2 separate regions of the Rattus norvegicus genome follow, and region 1 is linked to region 2. Evidence: chromatin contacts called from public Hi-C data. All regions are on one chromosome and are shown on one strand. Each heading gives the region's core, a stretch centred on a gene start, on an enhancer-like site or on the middle of the called end of the contact. The rest is flanking DNA. Distances are from core to core; before and after follow the strand shown.

What was found. A called contact is a pair of places that touch in the nucleus more often than the background predicts.
Region 1: a contact with region 2 is called in a Hi-C map of liver, with 4 times the contacts expected there. The contact joins two enhancer-like sites. A contact is called at or near these places in 12 of 12 Hi-C or Micro-C datasets (the A7r5 cell line, the Rat2 cell line, Schwann cells and 7 more) and 1 of 1 datasets of contacts at active chromatin or transcription factors (oligodendrocytes).

The regions. Positions count from the first base shown.
Region 1 is chr15:22,810,586-22,814,975 of GRCr8, forward strand. It overlaps Samd4a (sterile alpha motif domain containing 4A), which reads left to right. Exons shown (of 12, transcript NM_001399774.1): 9 at 2,762-2,963; 10 at 4,041-4,167. Among named protein-coding and RNA genes, the nearest start is that of Samd4a, 86 kb to the left of the region's middle. Within about 2 kb of position 1,901, at least 21 of the 93 cell types and tissues checked have an H3K27ac peak or open chromatin away from gene starts, as enhancers often do. A contact at or near this core is called in liver, where this site is marked.
Region 2 is chr15:22,600,598-22,605,602 of GRCr8, forward strand. No RefSeq gene overlaps it. Among named protein-coding and RNA genes, the nearest start is that of Cgrrf1, 35 kb to the left of the region's middle. Within about 2 kb of position 2,269, at least 6 of the 93 cell types and tissues checked have an H3K27ac peak or open chromatin away from gene starts, as enhancers often do. A contact at or near this core is called in liver, where this site is marked.

The DNA of each region.
Region 1 (4,390 bases), core at 651-3,150, 210 kb after region 2:
CTCAACTGCCTTGGGCTGCCACTGCCACCAAGCTCTCCCATTTCTGTGGGTGATAAATACTCCCACTCCCAGGCGAGGTGGTCTCCAGATCCAGTTGCCCTACCAGACAGACCCTAGAGGAAGTCATTCTGAAGTAGAAATTGAAGATATGGCTTTTAAGCTCCTCTCACCAGCAGCTCATCCCCTGCCTCTGTCTGCCTTGTGGGAGAAGCCTGATCAGGGCTTGAGCCTTTACAGACTTATCAGCCCATGCTAGCTAGGTCGGGGCTAGCCTGAGGTCTGCCACATCTGAGTCTTTTTATTGACTAGATAAGAATGAATTCATCGACCAGTTATGGATGTGCAAAAAGGTGGTGCCAAACCCATGAAACACATTCTGTTCCCTGCACCACCTCGGGGATATTTTTACACTGTTAATTTGTTTTTGAAAAACAGTTTCTCCCATACAAGAGTAACCGCAGGCAAGCCCCTGCTTTAAATTATCTCTCAAATCCCAAATTAATTGCTTCTTACTAATGTTATTTTTATCAAAGACTTTCCATGCGTTTCAAGGAAAGGAAATCAGTTAGACTCATAAAGGGGAGAAGGTGAGGCATCCGGGGCTCGGGGGAGGGGGAGGGGAGCGGGTCTGAGGATGGGAGCTTCATTTGCTCTTTGGTTTTCCTTGGGAAGCAGAGCAATCTCCTTCCTTAAGCTGAGCGCTCCTAACTGACCTCAGAGTTCACTCCAGCTCCCAGCAGCAGCAGCAACTCTCTTGCCAAACCTGGCTTTGTAAAAGTAACCTTTTCAGGACCCCACAGCAGGACTCCACCACCAGGAAAAAGATGGCCTCTTAAATTCTGCCTCCACTGTGCTGTAACCACCACCACCCCAGACCCTGGAATATTCTGGGCTTTCCTCCCTTCTCCCAAACAGCTGAGTTAGGAATCTCAAGCTTCTCCATTCTTCAATGGCTGCCCCTAACAGAGCCCCTCTGCCCTTTATGTAGCTAGGAAATACAGTCTTGATCCAGGTCTGATTTTCTGGGTAGTCCCAGACACTTGGGTGGCTGAGACAGGATAGTTTGAGGCTAGCTTTCGTTACCTAGTGAGACCCTGTCTCAGAAAATTTTTTTACAAGCTACATTGTTGCTTTCGTGGAAGAACAAATCATTTTAGCACGACATTCATCCACTACTGTTTTGCCTTCTAAAAATCCAGCCAAAGAGGGAAGTGAGAAAAATCTATTCACACTAAATAAGGGGTTGGGGAGTCTTAGCAGATACTGATCGTCTATCTGCCAGGAGGCCCAAATTCTGACTTCCGAAGCCCGAGGACCAGTTCTTAACAGCTGAGAGCCGGAATCCCTACCTGCTGCTACTTTTTCAAGTTACCTCCCTGGCGTCTCTGGTTGCATGGAAGCACTCTTAGCTCGCCTCACCCTGATTTTCAGTCTTCAGTGAGGAAAGGGGAGATGAGATTAAACAAAGAGACCAAGAAGCCAAGAGAAGAAGAACCTCCTCTTCAGAATGGAATCTAGAACACCTTTCTTGGCCACAAAAGCCTGGAAGAAGATAGACTCCCTGGATTCCTTTCCTGAACCTTCTCTCCCTAAGAAATTTAGAAACTCTGGGAGTTTTTACACTGCCACCTCAAGCACCACCTCCCCCACACCCACACACAACCGGCTCTGGCTCAGGAAGTGACTGCTGTGAAGGGCCCCCTGGACCTCCACCGGCTAAGCTAAGTCAGCTCATCGACAGGGGCTCCTCACAAGCTTAGAGAAAACTCCCCAGCTTGGCAACCAAGCGACCCTGCTCCATCTAGTGGCCGTTGCCTGCAACGCATGTCCTCTCCACGCTCCCGAATAACTAAAGCTCCCTGACTCCCTTGGAAAGAATGCGCCGGTTCCTGAAGCCTCCCAGAAGCCCGGGGCTGGTGGAGGCTTCTCCGCTGAGCTCATCTGACCCCACTGGGAGCAGTCTCCTGTGTGGACCTGAAAAGCGAAGTCTTGCCAGCCCTGGTGAGGCCCGCCCTGCAGGAAAGGTCTGGGGAACGATGAGACCGGACTATCCTGGGTGTGTGTGAGTCAGCCACACACACCAGTGGCCTCTCATTTGGAGAAATATCACAATGGCCCACTTTCAAACAGCATATACTGTGCAAAACGCTGTCTCCTTGCCTCGGGGCTGGGCCTTAGGGGCTGAGGAAGACACACGCAGTCCTTTCTTACAGAGCTCATATTTCAATCGGGCCCTCCATCCAAGACTGCTCACCGACAACCTGATAAGAAATGAACCATGCTATAGGGGAAGAAGGAGAAGATTACAAACGGAATCAGATCCCATTCTGATACTGATTCGACTATTTTTGCTTTGTGGCTTCTTGAAAGGCGCCATGCCCTCATGCACAGACCCACAGGTTGGCTGAGACAAGAATAGGAGAACGCAGGAGAATGGTCTCCCCTTTTGGGTTCATATTTGAGTGCTGCCCCCTGCTGGCTGTGTGGCGATGTCAAAATTCTCAAGCGTTCTGGGTTTTTCTCTCTGTGAAGATTAGGAAGCTTACTTCCTAGGGTTGTCGTGTGGACTAAGAGTAGTGTGCAGGCTCCAACATCTAGCATGTGCTGTTGTTTTAGATATGAGGTACAGTTTCAATCATAGCCTATTATTGGCACCCCCAAGCCACTTAACTGTCAGTCCCAAAGAGGCCCCCACTGGCAGGCAGCCTGGGCTGTGTAGGGCTAGAGCATGCCTCTGGATCCCTTCTCTTTGCTTTCACAGTCGTGGCTTTGGACAGTCCAACTCCCTCCCGACGGCCAGCTCTGTGGGCAGTGGCATGGGTAGACGGAACCCACGACAGTACCAGATCGCATCTCGGAACGTCCCTTCTGCCCGCCTTGGTCTCTTGGGCACCAGTGGATTTGTCAGCTCCAACCAGCGCCACACTGCTGCCAACCCCACCATCATGAAACAAGGAAGACAGGTTTGTTCTGCTCTGGGGATCAGGGAGGTTGACAGAGCTCAGGGGTCGAGGCTTTAAGATGTCCCTAACCTGGACAGTCTCCAGATCGAAAGAGATGACCCCAAGGGATCTAAACCAGGGGGATAGCCGAGTCTATGCTTCCTAGGTAACCACTGTTGGTGTTGTTTCCCTGGAAACTGAAACCCCATGGCTGTTGCTTGGGAAAACTAGTTCTACATGGGCCTTTGTAGACAGGCATGAAAAGTCTACTTCTGCTTGATCTGTGCCCTGCCCCAACATACCATCACCTTCCCAGTCTGGTTGGGCATTTAATAAGCTTTCTTTGACCTTTTCCTCACAGTCCCAGATGCAATGGTGAGTTCACAGGACTGTTGGGGAGGCTGTCCCTTGCTGTAAGATTGACAGTGTTCTCTCTGTCCCCTGAGCCCAACCTTGTCTTTCCCTAAGTGTTCGTTCCCTAAACCCCATTGGGACTGGGGACACACAAGCAGGCCTGATGAAAGGCTGGCTTTAAAACAGAAAGGCTTCACCAGGAGGTGGCTGGTGGCATCCTCTCCCAATGGGAAGGACGTGTCTAAGAAACCCCCAACCCCCACCCCCACCCCCCCACCCCCGCTATCAGTTCTAGGCGAGGTCGCCGCAGGACACATGAGCTGCAATGACACAGGCCTGTTGCCAGTACTGAGTCCTCTTTTCTCCTCAGTAGAGAGTAAATTTGGGGAGTCTCAAAAAGAGCCTTAAACTCATTGTACTGTTTGCTATAAGCATTTCTAAGAACACACACACACACACACACACACACACACACACACACACACACACTCCCTTTAAGCAACAAATGCAGTAAAAAGGCTTCTGGAGATGGGGAGAAGGAAAAGGTGGCCAGGAGAAGCTCAAGCTTAAAGCAAGGCCTGGGGATGAGCATCAGATGGGCCGGTCTAAACCATCTCTAAGTCCACGGTGGGTAGCATGGCCCTTTCCAAAACTCTGCTGGGATACCCCTCTCCACTGGAACTCTGCTTCCCCGCTTCCCCTCAGGGTCTGGACTAACGCCCCCTCTTGTATGTCCCTCCCTAGAACCTCTGGTTTGCCAACCCTGGGGGCAGCAACAGCGTACCCAGCCGCACCCACAGCTCCGTCCAGAAGACCCGCTCGCTGCCCGTGCATACTTCCCCACAAAACATGCTGATGTTCCAGCAACCAGGTAAGGCCTGGCTAGCTCACACTCCTCTCTCTCTCTCTCTCTCTCTCTCTCTCTCTCTCTCTCTCTCTCTCTCTCCTGACCTCAGGAGGGAGGCTAGCAGGAAAGTGCTGAGCCTCAACTGTCACCACACATTCTTTAGAGCTACTTTTCCTTGCCAGCTTGAGCAGAGGCTGCCCAGCAGGGAGCCAGAGCCTGAAGTCCCAGAAGTCCCAGCACCCACCAG
Region 2 (5,005 bases), core at 1,019-3,518:
TGTTGTTGTTTTTACGTACCAGTGTGTGGTACTGCATGGATGCTGGAGCTCTTGAAGGCGGGAAGTGTCATCTCCCCTGGAACTAAATTATAGGAAGTTGTAGGCCACTTGACATGGGTACTAAGAACTAATTCAAGTCTTGTATGTGGGTAGTACACTTTCTAAACTACTGAGTCATCTTTCCAGTCATTGATTGATTGATTGATTGATTGATTGATTGATATATTGTATTTCAAGACAGGGTTTCTCTATGCATTCCTCTCTGTCCTGGAACACGCTAGGTAGACTAGCCTGGTCTTGAACTCATAGATCTGCCTGCCTCTGCCTCCTGAGTGCTGGGATTAAAGGCCTGTGCCACCAGCACTCGGCCCTATTTTTATCTCTTAAAGCTACTTTTGACTAAAATATATCAGTGACTTCTTTTACCAAGGGAAAAAAAAATTCCAAATCCTACCTGATCTCTTGTAGATCCTTACCTCCGTTATCCTGCAGGCTTGTCCCCTCTGTTCTCTCTCCTTCACACCACATTCCAGCTATGCAGGGACCATTTCCATGTCCTCAAGCTCAGAATGACCCATACATGCTGTTCCTTCTTTCTGGCTAACACCTAACTGTCTCTCAGGTCTGGCTTCTGTCAGTTCTGGAACGTTGTGTCCCCTGTCCTTCCCTAAGATTCCCTGCGTAAGCTCCTCTCTGCACTTAGCACTTTATGTCTCGTGTGCTTGTTTAGGCCTCGGTGTCCTAACACACTAGAGCCGCTCGGGACAGGATCTGGCTCGGTTCTCTGTTCATTCATTGCTCTGCACAGAGCCCACCATTCAACAAGTATCTGTTGAATGAGTGAGCGCATCGTAAGAAGGAGCCTTGGGAACTCTTGCAGTAATTTTAATGGAGTGATACGACCAGGTTTGCATCTTAGGAATCTGAGCATGAAGGTGGCTCAAGGTATGACACGAGGGAAAGAATTAGGACTCATGATTATTTTTATCTGCACAGAATCTTGAATTTTACCAGTGTCGAATTGGCTGTGGAGATCTATATCTATATCTAATCTATATCTATATCTATATCTATATCTATATCTATCTATTATGTATATATATATTATATATATATATATCCTGGCAGAAGAGTTTAGTGTTTGAGTGTTTGAAGTGGGGGAGTTTGAGGATGAGAAGATTAAGGCTCTAAACATTTCATCGCTGACCCTGTAATGAGTGGTCTAATTTACGAACTGCCTTATTTAAGGATAATTATCTTAAAGACACCGTGTGCTTCTGGCTTGGCAGAGGAAGTGACTGCGAACTGGGAGCGAATGTCCATTGCTTTGGCTTGAGTATGGTTTGAGTAGCTCCCAACGTGTTCAAATTTAAGCCCCCAAAGGAAGGCTTTCAACGGACAGGGACTTAATCCAACTACGATATTTAAAGGTGGGGCCTTTGGAAAGGATTAGGACTCAAGAAAGTCATCAAGATGAATCCCTCCTGGTGGAATTGTGGTGGCTTTCTAAGAGAGGTAGGAAAAAAGATCAGAGGAGACACACACACACACACACACACACACACACACACACACACACACACACGCCCAGCCTTATACCATGTGATGTTGTGATGTATGTGCTGACTGGATGCTCACCAAAGCCGCCATCGGATGTGAGCCCTCAGAACTTTAGAAGCTGTGGGCTAAAATATTTTTTTACCCCCTACAGGTTTATTGCAGTGACAATAACAACAACAGAAGGACTGCTGCATACACTTCCCCATTTAACTGTTGGCCCTGGTGGTCAGGTTCTGTCCTATTTGTGTCTACATTTATTTACTCGGTCTTTCCATAACCCATCTATTGATTCATCAGATACTATACTTTGACCTATCAGCTGCTTTTGGAAGAGGACAAGATACCAGAGGCCTTTGCCCTCCTGAAACTCACTTGGGTAGATAGGAGGTAAAGGGAGATAATTATCTGAAACAATTATCTGAAACTATCATAAACTAATTAAACAGCAAATGAAAAAGAGAGGTAACACCATTGTGTGTTTCATGCTATGAGGGGAACAGTTGGGGCAACTACAGTCGCAGTGGTACCAGGGAAAGCCTTTCTGAAATCACTGAGCTCTGAGTGTTTAGAGACAATGTCCTTATAAGAGACAGGGCACAGTGGTTTGCATGAAGGACAGACAGCCTGAAGACCCAAGGGAAGAAAGCACTGTGCGGTGGTAAGAACAGAGAAGAGGCCCATGTGACTGAAACCAAACGAACAGGAAGGAACAGCGTGGCTCTGGGCGGGCTCTACAGGCTGGCCCTGAACACGGGCAGGGGTGAGTGGGAGGAGTCTCCTCTACAGTGGGAAGGCGGGAGATCAGGGGGATGATGTACTTTGCGTTACACATTAGAAGCCTGAGGGAGGGAGATATTTGGGGAAGAGAAGAGAAGCAGGTTAAGAGTTCAGTCTTAGATGTTTTACACACGAGAGGTAATGTTTAGCCTGTTTCGTTTGCTTTGTTCAATTTGTTGACAATCCAGGCACTTCATCTACGTTTGTCTTACAGGAATTCGGCAGATAGATACCATGTACAGGACTGGGTCAGGTCCCGTGAGGAAGAATAGAAATCAGATAGGTTTTCTAAGCATTAAATGCTCTGCACTGTGCCATTGGTTAAACTTATTTTTCTGTACCAAGTCTACTCTTTCCCTTTCTTTTTTTCTCTTATGGGTCTGGTATTTTGTATGTGTGTGCATGTTTGCACGTGTGTGGGCACACGAGTGTAGGAGTGAATGTGTATGGAGGCTGGACACTGATGGGGAGAACCACTGCTCACTCTTCCACTGCACTCAACGAGGCAGGGTCTCTTAGTCAATCCAGAGCTTGCCCATATGGCCAGACTACTACTCTCCCTCGTCAGATTACTGTCTCCGCCTTCCAGGGTTGGAATTGTGCCTTAACCTCTGTGCCATCTCCCCAGCATCCATTTCAAGCTGTCTAACCTGGGCTACATGATTCTGAAGCTAGGACTCAGGCAACAGCATGTATGCAGTGCCAGCTACCTCTGTGAGGCTTCCAAAAACAGAGCAATTGCAGAAGACAGGAAGGGAGAGAGGATTTCCCCCTTCTTAGTTCCGTTTCCTGTTGTCCCGGTAGAGTATCCTGACAAAAGCAACTTCATGGAGAAAGGGTTTATTTTAGTTCACAATGTGAAGTTTGTTATAGCAGAGAAGCCAAGGCTGCAGGGACTAGAAGCCCCTAGTCACATTCAGTTCAGCGTGCAGAGAAAAGGATACACGCCCGCCTACCGGCACCCACCAGCTCTCTCTCGTTTTCCCATCAGTCCAGGGTCCAGTCTATGAAATGTCCACCTCAATCAACCCAATCAAGGTACCTACGTCCCACAGACCAACCTGACCAAGAGCACATCCCACTGAGACTCTCCTCCCAGGTAGTTCAAGACTTCATCAAATTGACAGTTAAAACCAGCCACCACCAAGTCACCCCCAGCCTCTCTGTCACCTTCACTTCTAGAAGCAGCATCAACTGGGTCTGGAGGACAGATTTTCCCATCTCCCCCTAAGAAGTCCACAATCCCCCTCACCTACCCAACCCAGCAGCAAACTTCCTTCCGGTTGGAGATGTGACCATTTCATTCCGTAGAGACATTCGTCGAACTTCTACATCCCCATAAGGGCAGCTGCTTTGTTCTCTCAGCTCGATGGCTGGTCGCTGCTTCCTGGGACTGTTCCCAGTTTCCAGATAATGGTTCCATATTCATAATCTCTGACAAGGATCATGCCTCTTGGCTGGATTTCAGTCAATGTAATTAGATGTGATCTCATAGAATCCTGAGAGAATTTACTGTGGTAGACAGAAAACTGAGACGAGATAGGGTAAACAATTAGCTCCTAACGCATAGCTATTTGGTGGGGGAATCGGAATTTGAACTGAGTTCACTTTTGTCTGAGGCATGGGCTCCTAGATGTCCCCAGCCTTTTGACTTAGTCACTCCACCTTGGCTTCTGCAAAGGTCATGCTCAAGAACCGCATAATCAGGTTACAAATAGGGATCAACACACACACACACACACACACACACACACACACACACATACACACATACACACACACGTTGTAAGTACATTTTAGGATCCTGTGCTAAGCGGCATTCAGGATTCCCTGGGATACCTGTGACCTGGGGACAACAGGTTAAACACACCCGTGCATCTAAACACCAGCAGCCTTTCTATGATGCCCGAACTATACATACATGTTGTGCTCCAACATGAAACTGTATGCACCATTTCCAAACTCCTTTTTATAGCTTTAATTTGTAACCTCAAAATACATGTCTGGCAACACCACCACCACCACCACCACCACCACCACCACCACCACCACCACCACCACAAGGCTTGGTGGCTTCTAGACAAGTAATTGCAGGAGTCACCACATCCTGTACTTAGCAGAAGAGTCCCAGTGAGCATTAGCCTAACAAAGGCTTGGAAAATCTTGCAAAAAAAAATGTCTAATATGGACTGGAGCAGTCTCTCAAACTCTCTGATGAGGAATACCTCAACAATGGGGCTGCCATGGTTTACGTGTCGCATCCCCGAAGTTCCAAGTGCTGGAAGCTTGTTCTTCAACCTGACACCACTAGAGCTATGAAACCTTTCAAAGGTAGGACCTGCAGGTTGAGGGGATGGCTCAGTGGTTAGAGCAGTTGGCTTGCAAGCACAAGGACCTGAGTTCAGATCCCCAGTAACACTGTTCATGCCAGGTGGGTGCCGCAGCCTGTCTTAGAAAGCAAACATGGGGTTGAAGGAGTAGCTCGCTCACCTGAGGTGAACAGATTGGCTATTGACGGAGGAAAACTCCTGATGTCTGCCTCAGACCTCAACACATACCTGTACACACACACACACACACACACACACACACAAGCATTCTTGCAACATATCATACAAACATAAACTGGGAAAGAGGAGATTTTTAAAAGATTGTTTTTTTAAAGAAA